Regions from separate parts of the Mus musculus genome. Here regions 2 and 3 are each linked to region 1. Evidence: chromatin contacts called from public HiChIP or PLAC-seq data. All regions are on one chromosome and are shown on one strand. The core of a region is the stretch at or near the end of the contact, and the rest is flanking DNA. Distances in the headings are between cores, read along the strand shown. Region 1 holds the start of Vash2 (vasohibin 2). Region 2 holds the start of D730003I15Rik (RIKEN cDNA D730003I15 gene). Region 3 overlaps Gm46178 (a long non-coding RNA gene).

Region 1 (3,874 bases), core at 1,024-3,523:
GAAAGACGAAGAAGTGGAAGAAGAGAGAGGCGGAGAAAAAAGAGGAGAAAGAGGAAAAGAAGGAACGGGAAGGAGCAAAGAGGAGAGAGGGAAGGGAGAGGAGGCCACAGAGAACAAAGGCAGTGTCCCACTGTCTCAATCACACTCCTGCCTAACTCTCAGGACTCGAGAGATATCTTCAATAGTAAGATCCAATGCTTGTCACATGGAGAAGGGCTCCCCGCACATGGAGCTGGGGTAAAAACGAAGGCACAGTGAGTGAGGTGCAGGATTCAGAAAGCCTGCTCAAAACAGTGGCATTCAGTCTCCACTCCCTCTGCCCAACTCTCTCATGTTTAAAGACTCTGGTGACTCATGGTAAGCAGAGAAAGATGCTGAAGTCAGAGCCAGGGCTGCCCGAGTTCAAGAGCAAGGATTATTACTGCTGATACTCCCACAGACAAGCTTCTAGCGCAGGTAAGCTCCTATCCTTTGGACAGAATAAACTCCCTGCCTAGCAAAGTAATAAAACACGATGAAGCAGGAAGCAGAGAACATCCTCCACTTCCCCAAGGACACACACAGCCTTCTGGCCTGCAGGCTTGCATGCTCAGCTGTCGCCAGCCAGGACCGGGACTGACTGCTGCCATGTCTCTGGGATATGTGATTCCTGCACCTCTCAGGAGTCCTGCTCAGCAAACGGGATCCCTGGGGTCCAGGGAAGCCACCTCCATGGCCACACTCCAGGTTTTCATTTTATATAACACGACACTCCCACCAGAGAACATGTCTCTCTGTAACCATATCCTTGGCCACTGAGCTCAGTTGCTCCCTGGCTGCTCTCCCGAGTAAAAAAGAGAGGGTCACTTGGTGTCTCCCTTTACTCCAGAGACTAATTCATCCAGTGTCCTGGAAAGTCCCTTTAAGCCACAGCCAAATGCTTCATTGGCGCCAGATTAAGCTGGTAAGGGACAGGTCACTGTTCTCTGTAAGCTTCAGAGGTAAAAATCAAAAATCACTGTCATAAAAGGATAGGAAGAGTGTGATGATGAAGATGAAGATGGTTAGCAAAAACTCTAGGAATGATTCACACTGAGAAGTCTGGCTGATTGATTACAAATTCACTCCATAAGTCATTTGCTAGGGAGACCTGGGGGTGGGGGGGGAGGTAAAACACTCACGGAGGGCAGATAGGGTGGACCCTGGGGTTCTATGCTTTCTTGGAGTGGTTGGTGTTGACCTGGTGACATTAGCTTTTGATGAAGATATTACAGGAGCTGAATACATAATGGATTTGGCTCAGCCCAACCTCAGAGCTTAGCCAGCAAGCCCCCTGCCTGCTCCTCTTGGCAGCAGAACAGGACTCAGTAGCTGGACACGAGGTCTCTTCTCCCTGCCCTGCCAAGGATGGGCTGAGCAGGTCCCATCCCTGCCAACCCGCCCATCCCATCCCACCCTTTCCAGCGAAGCCACTGACCTTAGCCAGGAAGGCAGCGTTTCTGATGGCGCCTACCATCTCTCCCCCTCTGGGGTGGACCTTGGCAACGTGCAGCCACATCCGCTCCCAGGTGTGGCTATCGATCGGGAACCCGCTCTTGTTCACGTGGAACAGCACCCCGCCGTCTTTGTCCTCCTCCTCGGAGCCCCCGCTGGTGGCGAGGCTCACGGGCCGCGCGTGGCTGCTCCGGGATCGGGTGCCTTTGGTGATTTTGGGGTGGGGGCAGCGGTGAGTGTCGGCGGCAGAGCCGGTCATGATGAGGGGCACACGGCAAGGGGGCGGAGGACGCCGGCACGCCGGGGATCAGGGCCCCGCGGGAGGTTGGGGTGGCCTTTAACTCTCGCGGCCGTAGGACACACGAAGGGAACCCCGCTCACCGACCGGGCCTGAAAGCAGTGGAAACAGCAGACACTGCAGCTCAATAAGACAGGCATGGGGGTTCCCGCCTCGCTGCCCCAGACCCACCCTTCAGGACTAACGCGAGCTTCCAGCCCCGCCGATTACCTAGCAAGGCGGCTGGAAAGACGCCACGAAGCCTCACACCCAGCTGCACTCGGGGATGGGGAGGCATGCAAGGAGCGCGGGGTGAGGAGGGGACGGGGTAGGAAAAAGCAAGACAGCTGTGTAGCAAGAAGACTCGAGGGTCCCCTCCAGCTTCACGCATCCCTGGGTCCCCAGATGTGGTGGACTGCCACGGTCCCACAGCGAGCGGGCACGTGAGCGCCCGGGGTTGGCGCGAGGGAGCCGCAGCAGCCTCTGCTTGTTAGGGAGGCCTGGCGTCTTCCCGGAAGCCCCCCGAACCCTGGCGCGAGAGGGGCGGCTCCAGCCGGGGTTCCCGGGCAAGCGCAGCGCCGCCCCCTTCCCGCGGGTCCCGCGCGGGCACCGCGAGTGGCAGCTGCGGGCCGCCACGACGCGCGCGGGGCCCGGGGACCCACCTCGGGCCGGCCTCATTGCTGCAGAAGGCTGTTGGGGTTGAGGCGGTCGTCGCCTCATTCCATGTCCCATTCTCGAATGTTATTCTGTGACATATAACTGAGTCACCCGGGCAGCCGCCGATGTTCCGAATGCGGCCATTGGACACCGCAACAAAGAGGGGCGGGTCCCGAGCTTGGGACTCTACAACCCGGAGCTCTGCGTCTCTGCGATTGGTTCCAGGGTTCCCGGGCGGGAGGGGATACGAGTTAGGGAAGCTGGGCTGCCACGCGAAATCCGATGCTGCAGTATCCTGGGAGCCCCGCGGAGCTGGAGCGACTGTCCAGGGACTAAGATCCAGTTTCCCTCGGGCAGAGGCGCAGCAGCTAAGCTCCGGAGATGAGATAAGGAAGTAGTGGGCCTGGTGGAGCAGTGTTGGTCGAGGAGCTGGGCACAGTGACTACACAGGGCTCTGGGTGGCTCTAGGAAAGGCCAACTTTAATACTTATTTAAATTCTCCATTACAAGTTTCTCCCCAGATTAACAAGTGTGTACAGCCCTGAATCCTCTATTAGTAGATGTGGATAACAAGGTTCTTCAACCCAAGCTGCTGTGAGAGGCAATTCGAGCCCCTTCTGTTCTGTAGTCACTGTAGAGGGATGCTTGAAGCCAAGGGAGTGGCCTTCCCACAGCTTCTCCTCCTCTTCTTTGTCGTCGTCTTCCTCTTTGTCGTCTTCTCCTCCTCCTCCTCCTCCTCCTCCTCCTCCTCCTCCTCCTCCTCCTCTTCCTTCCTTCCTTCCTTCCTTCCTTCCCTTCTTCTTCTTCTTCTTCTTCTTCTTCTTCTTCTTCTTCTTCTTCTTCTTCTTCTTCTTCTTCCTTCTATCTCTCTCTCTCTCTTTCCCTCTCTCTCTCCCCCTCCCTCCCCCCCAGCCCGTGTGTGTGTGTGTGTGTGTGTGTGTGTGGTGTGTGGTGTGTGTGTGGTGTGGTGTGTGTGTGTGTGTGTGTGTGTGTGTGTGTGTGTTTATACGTGAGGCTGGAGTATTGGGTTCAGCGAGTTAAGATCACTGTCTTTAAGGAAGACCAGCACTTTGGGTTCAGCACCCGTTCTCAGCTTCAGGAGGATCACACAAGTTGGGCCTCCTGGGCACCTGCGCTCTCATGTTTGTGCTGACTCTGACATATATGCAAAGACATGTAATTTAAAAATATTAGAAATAAATATTTTTAAACCTTTTACATTTTGCATTTGTCGTGTGTAAGTGTGCAGGTGTACGGATTTGGAGAGCGTGTGTAAGTATGTAGGTGTACGTGTGGAGTGTGTGTGTGTGTGTGTGTGTGTGTGTGTGTGTGTGTCGAGATCAGAGGACAAAGTACTGGTGGCCATTCTCTCATTATACCACATAGGTTCCAGGGGTCAAACTCAGGACCTCGGGCTTGGTGACCAGCCAGTAACCACTGAGCCATCTCACCAGCCCAAAGTACCTT
Region 2 (3,874 bases), core at 1,027-3,526, 250 kb after region 1:
TGTCACCAAGTGAGTCACCCATGTGGTTGGGAATGGTCCAAGGACTCCTGCTCTTTGCCTGCTGGGGCTGTTTGCCGGAGAGCACAATCCTTCCACATTAGTGGTGGTGTTTGCGTTTATGACTCGTCCTGACATTTAATGGAGTGGAGCTTCTGGGGTGGGGAGTGAGAGCTGGAAGCTCAGAAAATCAAACGCTGCTATGATGACACCAGATCTCAGTTACTGCAGATTTAAAAACAGCAGTGGACCTCATAGTGCCATTCTGTGGGGAAAATCACCCTCTGGGTCACCTGTCTGGAAGTTGGGTGGAAGAGAGAAGATGGGAGAGATGGCAGTCCCCAGAACCCTTTCTCGAGTTCTTCCTATGTTCACGCCACGACGTTTTATGTCACATATCTGACCTCTGACAGTTTGCAGGCTCATTCGTACCCATTGCCCTACCTGGGTCTTTTTTTTTTTAAGTTGTTTTTCTGATCCCCCCCCTTTTTAATTATTTTCTTTTGTTAACATACAAAGAAATGGGTTCCATTGTGATGTGTTTATACACAGGCCCTAATACTTTCTTATTCTCCTCTTGACTGCCCTCTAAGCCTCATACCACTTACTGCTCCTCCTTCCCCTCAAACAGTCCTTCCTTCTGCACCCAGTTCTGCCTTCTTTCCTCTCCGGCTGCTTTGACTGCACTTCATCCCGAGCTCCTCCCCTTTTTGATTTAGAAGTTTAGGTTATATGTGTCTATGTCCGTATAGGTAGGTATGTGCAGGAGTGCAGTGTCTCCAGAGGCCAGAGGGTGTTGGATCCCTAGTATCTGTAAGGAGCTAATGTGCTGGAAATTGACTCTAGTCCTCTGCAGGAGCAGGTCTTTCTTGTAACTGCGGAGCCATGTCTCCAGCCTCCATAGTGTCCTCTCTGCTTTCATGTCACACATATACATGCATATACAGATTTAAATCTAGATTCTGCATATGACAGAAAGCATGCTATACTTTCCCCAAGTGTGGCTTAGGTCACTTAACACAATGATTTCCAGTTCCATCCATTTTTCCTACAGCAATTTTCATTCTTTGCTAGCAAAATTCAATTGCTGGGGCCAGAAGATGGCTCAGCAGATAAAGACTTCAATAATCCTCAGACCCGGAGTTCATTCCCTACAACCTACCTGGTGGAAGGAACGAACCAACCTGCTCTCTGATCTCCACAGATACACTGTAGCACTTGCTCCCATACTCACCCACATACATGTAAATAAATAATTTTTAAAATCCCATACATGTATACATATAGAACGCATGTTCTTTAACCATGTATCTGTTGATTGCCATCTGGGTTAGTTCTTTATTTAGCTATTGTGAATAGTGCAGCAATAAACTTGGGTGTATTGGTGTCTTTGTGATGTGCTGACTTAGAATTCCTCCGGATTTATCAATTTGTATGTGTGCGCGTGCATGTGCTTGTGCACGCGAACTGCTTAAGACCCTCTATTCCTCACAGGCCACAAGATCTCAGGCAGGTGATCTCCCCTGAATGAAAGTAAGAAAGCTCACTGCAGGTGCCTGCACCAAGAAGTGGCTGCCCTGCAGTCTTTTCCTGGGCACCTGGGGCTGCCTGGGCTTTCTCCATCTCCTGGTGGGCACAAAGATGTTTGACCACAGACTCCACGTATCGGAGCAAAACCGAAATCACAGAAGCATGATGGACAGGAGACAGGGCAGGTCACACAGGTATGGAGACTAAGGACAGGAATGGTTAGCTTCTAAATGTCCACGCTGAGGACTTCCCGTGTGTCTGGCGTGAGTAGCCAGAAGACGGACTGTGACCACCTGCCATTGTCCCACTGGGCTCCCTTCCCACAGTGCGACCTCTCCGAAACTGTTCTTGGCATGACCGTGACCACAGTGGATGGCTCAGGACTGAGAAGCAAGGCCTGCCTCGGGCAGCTCTGGCCCTAATGGGCCAGCCCAGGTCTCTTAAGCACAGCCTCTCCAGTTCCAGAAAACTCATGGGTAGGCTCCACAGGGCTGGGCCCTAGGTCAGCCAAACTTTAGCACGAAAAAAATGAAAATTCTGGAGCCAGCCCTATGGCAATGATTAAGAGCTTGACGATGGTCAGCTCTGTGACCTGGACAGCATACTTTTTGTTTGAGGTGACCGAACGGGTGCAGTGCGAGCTACGGCCCCTTTAAGACAGCGAAACTCGAACTTTCTATCCCGGCTTCTCGGCAGCGCGCTTACGTCACAGCGTTCTCCGTGAAGGGGCGGGGCTGATGACTCACGCAGTCGGGCCTCCGCCCTTCCGGGCCGCGCGCACGTGAGCGCGCCGCTCCGCCTGTCTAATTTTAGCTCTGAGGTGTCAGGGTCGTGCGAGGTGAGGCGGCGGGGTCGCAACGGGCTCGGGTGGGGTCCTCACGTGACTCCGTGAGGCGGCATGCTCAGGTGGGGGTTCCCCTCAGGACTGGGGGGCCGGAGTCACGTGAGGTGAGGCGGGTCGTGATGGGTTTGGGTAAGGGTCCCCTCGCGACGAGGATGGGGTTGCATGAGGTGAGGCGGCAAGCCCTGGTCCTCTTGGTGAGCGGGGTCTTCAGGTCACGTGAAGTGACTGCACAAGGTCTCCACAGCTCGGACACGGGACCCCTCAGGAGTGGGTCGCCAGGTTCATCTGAGGTGAGGCGTTGTGTGGGGTGTCCTCTCCGGGTCACGTAGGTGCACCCGTGGGGTCAGTCGGCAGAGCCCGGGGCAGCTGAGCCCGACTGTGTGGACAGCCCTTGCACTGCAGGTCCAGAGCGATGTCAGTCAGAGAGGTGTGGCATCTGGGTCTGTGGGCCACACCTCTTTCAACCGAAGCAAGTTCTAGAAAGTCCCCTGGTGGGTGAAACTTATCAGAGTTCAAGTTTAGGTAGTGTTGGGTTGTAATGAAAACTTGTGAAGAGCGAGAGTAAACGTGGTGGCTGACCCTGCGACCAGCTGAGGAGACCCTGGCCCGGGGTCTTACTAAGGGGCTTCCGATCTCTGTATCTTCCCTGCTGAACTCAAGATGGTTTCCTGCATGTCTGTGAGGAGTGGAGGAGGACATGTCTGTCATCCAGAGTAACCGGGTCAAGGATGTGTGGTTAGATTGGAAAGGAAGACATCTGCTTGCATCAGCTCAACTTTGAAGACAGGGGGTGCACTGACCCCCACCCTCTCTCCCATCTCACATGAGGATGACCAGAGAGGGTTGGTGTTCGAGATTTGCCATAATGTGTGGGATCAGGAACCAGATAAAAGTTTAGTGTTGAAGAAATGAATGCCAGGCACCTTGTAAAATTGGCACCGCAGCCCTGTCATCAGAAAGTGAGCTGTTCTTTTGACACACAGAGTTGTTTGCCATGTCACAGTGACCTGCATTCTGTTAGTGAGGGAGCCTCAGGTTTCACATGGGTTGTCTCTGTATAAGCTGTAAAATGATAGCCTCTGGCCTTTATGGTATTGGGAAACTTGAAGTGTTTAATGATAAAAGTGGTTTCTAATGGTTGAGTGCTTCAGTTTCTTCTTTCCAACCCCCTATCCCCACTTTTTAAAAGAAAGGTTAATCGTGGAGAATGTGACAAGAATGAGAGAATCTGGTGTGTTCTTTCGTTTGCATTCCAAAAATAAATACAACCCTTCTGAGTTCATATGCAAACATGGATGTGCAAACATTTTAGAACTTTAGTCCCTGTAATTATCCACCTCTAACCAGTTTAAAGGACCTGAAGGTTGGGCTGGAAAGATGACTTAGCAGTTAAGAGCACTGGCTGCTCTTCCAGAGGACCACATGGCAACTCACAGCTGTCTGTAACCCCTGTTCCAGGGGACCAACTCCCTCATACATGCAGGCAAAACACAATGTACATAA
Region 3 (3,874 bases), core at 457-2,956, 150 kb after region 1:
AGCTCCTCATCTGACCACCAGGAAGCCTCACTAGACAAACCAGAGGCACTTTCTACCCAAAGGTGGCCTCACACCTCCAACGCTCATTTGCATATGTGGTTGGCTTTATAATGAGCTTCAGCATAGCCCTCTGACAGAATCCAGTGTGACAGATGGCAGCTACCTTTAAGACCCGATTGAGGTTCAAATTGATAGAGCATGAGAGCCAGTGTGTCAGCTGACTGGTCACCATACACAGCACAATTGTACATTGCAAGCTAGACTCAGGGTAGTGCAAAACAGGGTTGCTGAGGGTGGAAGAGACACTAGTGCAGTGGGGAGCTTGCATTCCTAGTGCAGTGGAAGTGGAAGAGGTGGGCCCCAGAGCTAGCTGACCAACCAGTACAGTCTCTTGGGATCCAGCTGGAGATTCTGTCTTAAAAAAACAAAAAACAAAAAAGGCTGGACGGTATCTGAAGATGACAACCAAAGTTGATCTCTGGCTTCTGCATGCATCCATACCCAAGTGCATCTGCAGTCACATAGCACACACACTAGTGCACACCCCCACGCACATCCACATGCCCACCCACACACCCACGTGCATCTTCAGTCACTTAACACACACACAGGCACATAACACACCCACGTGCATCTGCAATCAAATAGCACACACATATACACATGCACATACACGTGCTCACTCATACACCCATGTGAATCCGTAATCACATAGCACACAGACACAGGCACACACCCATGCACACCCATGCATGCATGCACATCTGCAATCACATAGCACACACAAGCACACTCACACAAGCAAACACATACAAGCATACACACACAAGCGCACACACACGTTCTCCCACGCAACCATGTGCATCTTCGCTTTCCCTGTGGGACCCCCTACACAGCAGAGATGAGAGTCCCACACTATCATAAACTGAGTTCTGTTCTGTGCAAACTGCGTTTACAGGAGCGCAGTATCTCCTGTGCTAAGCGGGAACAAAACCTGATGTTTTAACCCTCACCCCGAATCTGTCTGTGTTCTCCTCCCCCCTACACGGGGAGGGGTGTTGCAGTGCTCTTTCCAGAACTGCCTTCAGCAGGGAAGCAGGGAGAGTGCCCTTGCACATCACTGCAAGATGAAAGCAGGAGACAAGAAAGGCTTATGGGCCAACACTGCACTCTAAAGACCGAGCGCCAGGATGGAAAAGGACTTTGGGAGAAAAGGCAGCAGGCTCAAAGCTTTACTCTTATTTGCTTGTTTGTTTGGATATAGAGGGGGTGAAACCCGGGGCTTCATGCATGCTCAAGTTCTCTAAAAATAATCTTTAGCCCATTTCTTCTAATGCATCCTATTTGAAGGTAGATGTGCCGGGCCTTGTGGCAGAGTTTCTTCTTCTGTGGAATTGTGTAACATTTAAAACCCACAGAGATTCGAGCGAGCCCACACATGGAGGCTGCGACTGGGAAAGAGGAAGGAGCTCTGCCCCGGGCGCAGCACCCCTACTTCGAGGCGCAGTACCCCGACTCCCCGAGTGTCGAGAAGTCTGCCTGGACCGGGGCTTGCGCTGCGGCTGAGGTCTGCACCAGCACGGGCCTAGAGGGCGCGTCCGCGGGGAATGGAACAGCGGTTTCCAAGCTCTCGCCCCGTCTACAAGCTCCCCGGTCCTAGAGGTGAGGCTGGGTCGGAGATCAAGCGTAGACCGCACCCGAGAGTCTCTGGCATCGCAGCGGCCCCTGGTGGCTACCGGCGGACAAACCTAACCCAGCCAGAGCCCAGAGGGTGTGTGGCTTGGGTGCCCCAGTCCCAAGCCTCCTGGGTTGGCTTTGTGAACTCCTGTCCCCCACACCCTCCGGCCTCGAACAGGTATAGAGCTGTGAGCCAGAGCCCTGTTTGTGAGTCGTGGCCTCTGACCTGCCCAGGCCTCAGGGTGATCATTTGTGAAGAGTGTTACAGTAAGGCCCTGAGGCAGGTTTACTGCAAAGCACAGTCTGCAAAAATACTTGCAACCTTAGGAATGCAAAATCCTTGGTGATGTCATCACTCAGTAATTACCGCGGGTGGACAGCTGCGAAACTCGTGTTCCACAGGTGATGGAGGCCCTGAGACTATTGCAAAGAAGCAAAGACATCTTACTTTTCAGTTTAACAGACAATCGCAGATCTAAATATTTGTCATATCTAAATAGCTTGGTGTTATATAATCTCAACACTCCAGAGGCTGAGGCAGGAGGATCATACTTAGTTCCAGGCCTGCCCAGCCACATAATGAGACCCTGCCCCGCCCCCAAAACCCAAACAACCAACCACCACCACTACCACCACCATCAACAACAACAACCCCTGAAAACCAGGGACTGGAGAGATAGCTCAGTGGTTAAGTGCACTGTCTGGTTTCTCAGCATCCATACGGTGGCTCACAACCATCTGTAAGTCTAGCCTCTGTGGATCCAATGCCTTCGTCTGGCCTCTGCAGGCACCTGCATGCATGTGGTACATAGACATACATTCAGGCAAACACTCATACACATAAAGTAAAAAATAAATATATTTAAAGAATACCCATAAAACCAAGCACAGCAGGCATGGGAGGGAGATAAGAGGACAAAGAGGCTGGCCTGGTGTATACCTTTAATCTCAGCACGGGCAGGCACAGACAGGTGGATCTCTGAATTCCAGACCAGCATGGTCTGCATAGTGAGTTACATACATGTATGATATTGTAAAAGAATAATTTTTAAATTTATATTTATCTTATGTGCATAAGTGTTCTGCCTATGTATATGTCTGTGTATCATGCACACATGTGTACATGGTGCCTGAGATGGTCAGAAGAAAGTCTTGATCCCCTAAAACTGAAACTATGACTGGCTGTAAGCCAACATGTGGGCCCTGGGAATCAAACCTGATTCCTCTGCAAGAACACCAAGTACTCTTAACTGCCACAGACCGGGCTCAGTCGGCCTCTCTCAATCCGCAGAAATTAGGGGTTCCAGCAGGTGGGCATGGAGTTGGTGAGAAAAGGGTGCCAAATGGACACAGACACAAGGGAGTGTTGTATCTGGATGTAATTTTTCACAAAGCAAACACCAATCTATAATACAGGAAACAAAGGAGTAAGGTGTCACAGCAGGCAAGGTACATTAAAGTATCTGACACAAAACAGAGGAATGCCTACAAAGGACTGACAGGAACCAGGTAATGTTTACAGTAAAGATAAAACAGCCCTGCCTAGAGTCAGCTAATGTCAGGTAAGGATTTCACACCCTAGTCACAATTTATGCTACTCCTTTGAACCTTGTGAAAGCTAGCACCAGGGGCTTCTGCTCTAGCAGACCTTCTCATGAATAATGCAATACCACAACCCCCCTATTTCCTAGGCCTTGGTAAATACTTGCATATGAGAGTAACTTGGCTGTTCCTTTAGGTATCTGTAGGGAATCTCCATTTATCAGAAGAATTCACCAACTTTCTTCTAATATGAAATGTAGTTTGCAATACCTGAATGTAATGAAGATTCTAGGTATACATAAGCCTGCCCTGAGACTTCTAACTCTTATCCAGTAGAATACTGTAAGAAAGCATGCAAGACCCTCCACAATATTGCAGGGACGAATCTGGGGCATTCTAGCTATGGGAATGCCAAGGTTCCAGGAGGCTAAGTTTCCTCAAAACTCTTTGCCTTGTGACTGCTTGCAGGCTTTTAGGCCTGCCAAGCGAGTCACTACTGGAGTGGATGTAGCACTTAACCACGGAGCCACCTCTCCAGCCCCCAAATAAAATATCTAAAACCATAACAACGAGCTGGTGAGATGGCTCAGCTGTTAAGAGCACTGACTGCTCTTCCAGAGGTCATGAGTTCAAATCCCAGCAACCACATGGTGGC

Evidence for each region. HiChIP or PLAC-seq counts read pairs in DNA pulled down with a chosen protein or histone mark.
Region 2: a contact with region 1 is called in an HNF4G HiChIP or PLAC-seq map of pancreatic cancer cells. The contact joins the promoter of D730003I15Rik here to the promoter of Vash2 in region 1. A contact is called at or near these places in 3 of 484 Hi-C or Micro-C datasets (all in embryonic stem cells), 3 of 115 datasets of contacts at active chromatin or transcription factors (embryonic stem cells, extraembryonic endoderm stem cells and pancreatic cancer cells) and 2 of 9 other capture datasets (adipose tissue and embryonic tail).
Region 3: a contact with region 1 is called in an HNF4G HiChIP or PLAC-seq map of pancreatic cancer cells. The contact joins the enhancer-like site here to the promoter of Vash2 in region 1. A contact is called at or near these places in 1 of 39 promoter capture datasets (hematopoietic stem and progenitor cells), 1 of 484 Hi-C or Micro-C datasets (bone marrow-derived macrophages), 3 of 115 datasets of contacts at active chromatin or transcription factors (the NIH/3T3 cell line, microglia and pancreatic cancer cells) and 3 of 9 other capture datasets (embryonic stem cells, liver and pancreatic islet).

What each region holds. Positions count from the first base shown.
Region 1 is chr1:190,976,725-190,980,598 of GRCm38.p6, forward strand. It overlaps Vash2 (vasohibin 2), which reads right to left and starts at 2,274. Exons shown (of 8, transcript NM_144879.2): 1 at 1,982-2,274; 2 at 1,457-1,863. The coding sequence starts at 1,732.
Region 2 is chr1:191,222,178-191,226,051 of GRCm38.p6, forward strand. D730003I15Rik (RIKEN cDNA D730003I15 gene) reads left to right here and starts at 2,277. Exons shown (of 2, transcript NR_151547.1): 1 at 2,277-2,365; 2 at 3,032-3,510.
Region 3 is chr1:191,124,420-191,128,293 of GRCm38.p6, forward strand. Gm46178 (a long non-coding RNA gene) reads left to right here. Exons shown (of 3, transcript XR_001779634.1): 2 at 346-353; 3 at 900-909. Among named protein-coding and RNA genes, the nearest start is that of Gm46178, 5.5 kb to the left of the region's middle. Within about 2 kb of position 1,707, at least 89 of the 459 cell types and tissues checked have an H3K27ac peak or open chromatin away from gene starts, as enhancers often do. A contact at or near this core is called in bone marrow-derived macrophages, hematopoietic stem and progenitor cells, liver and 2 more, where this site is marked.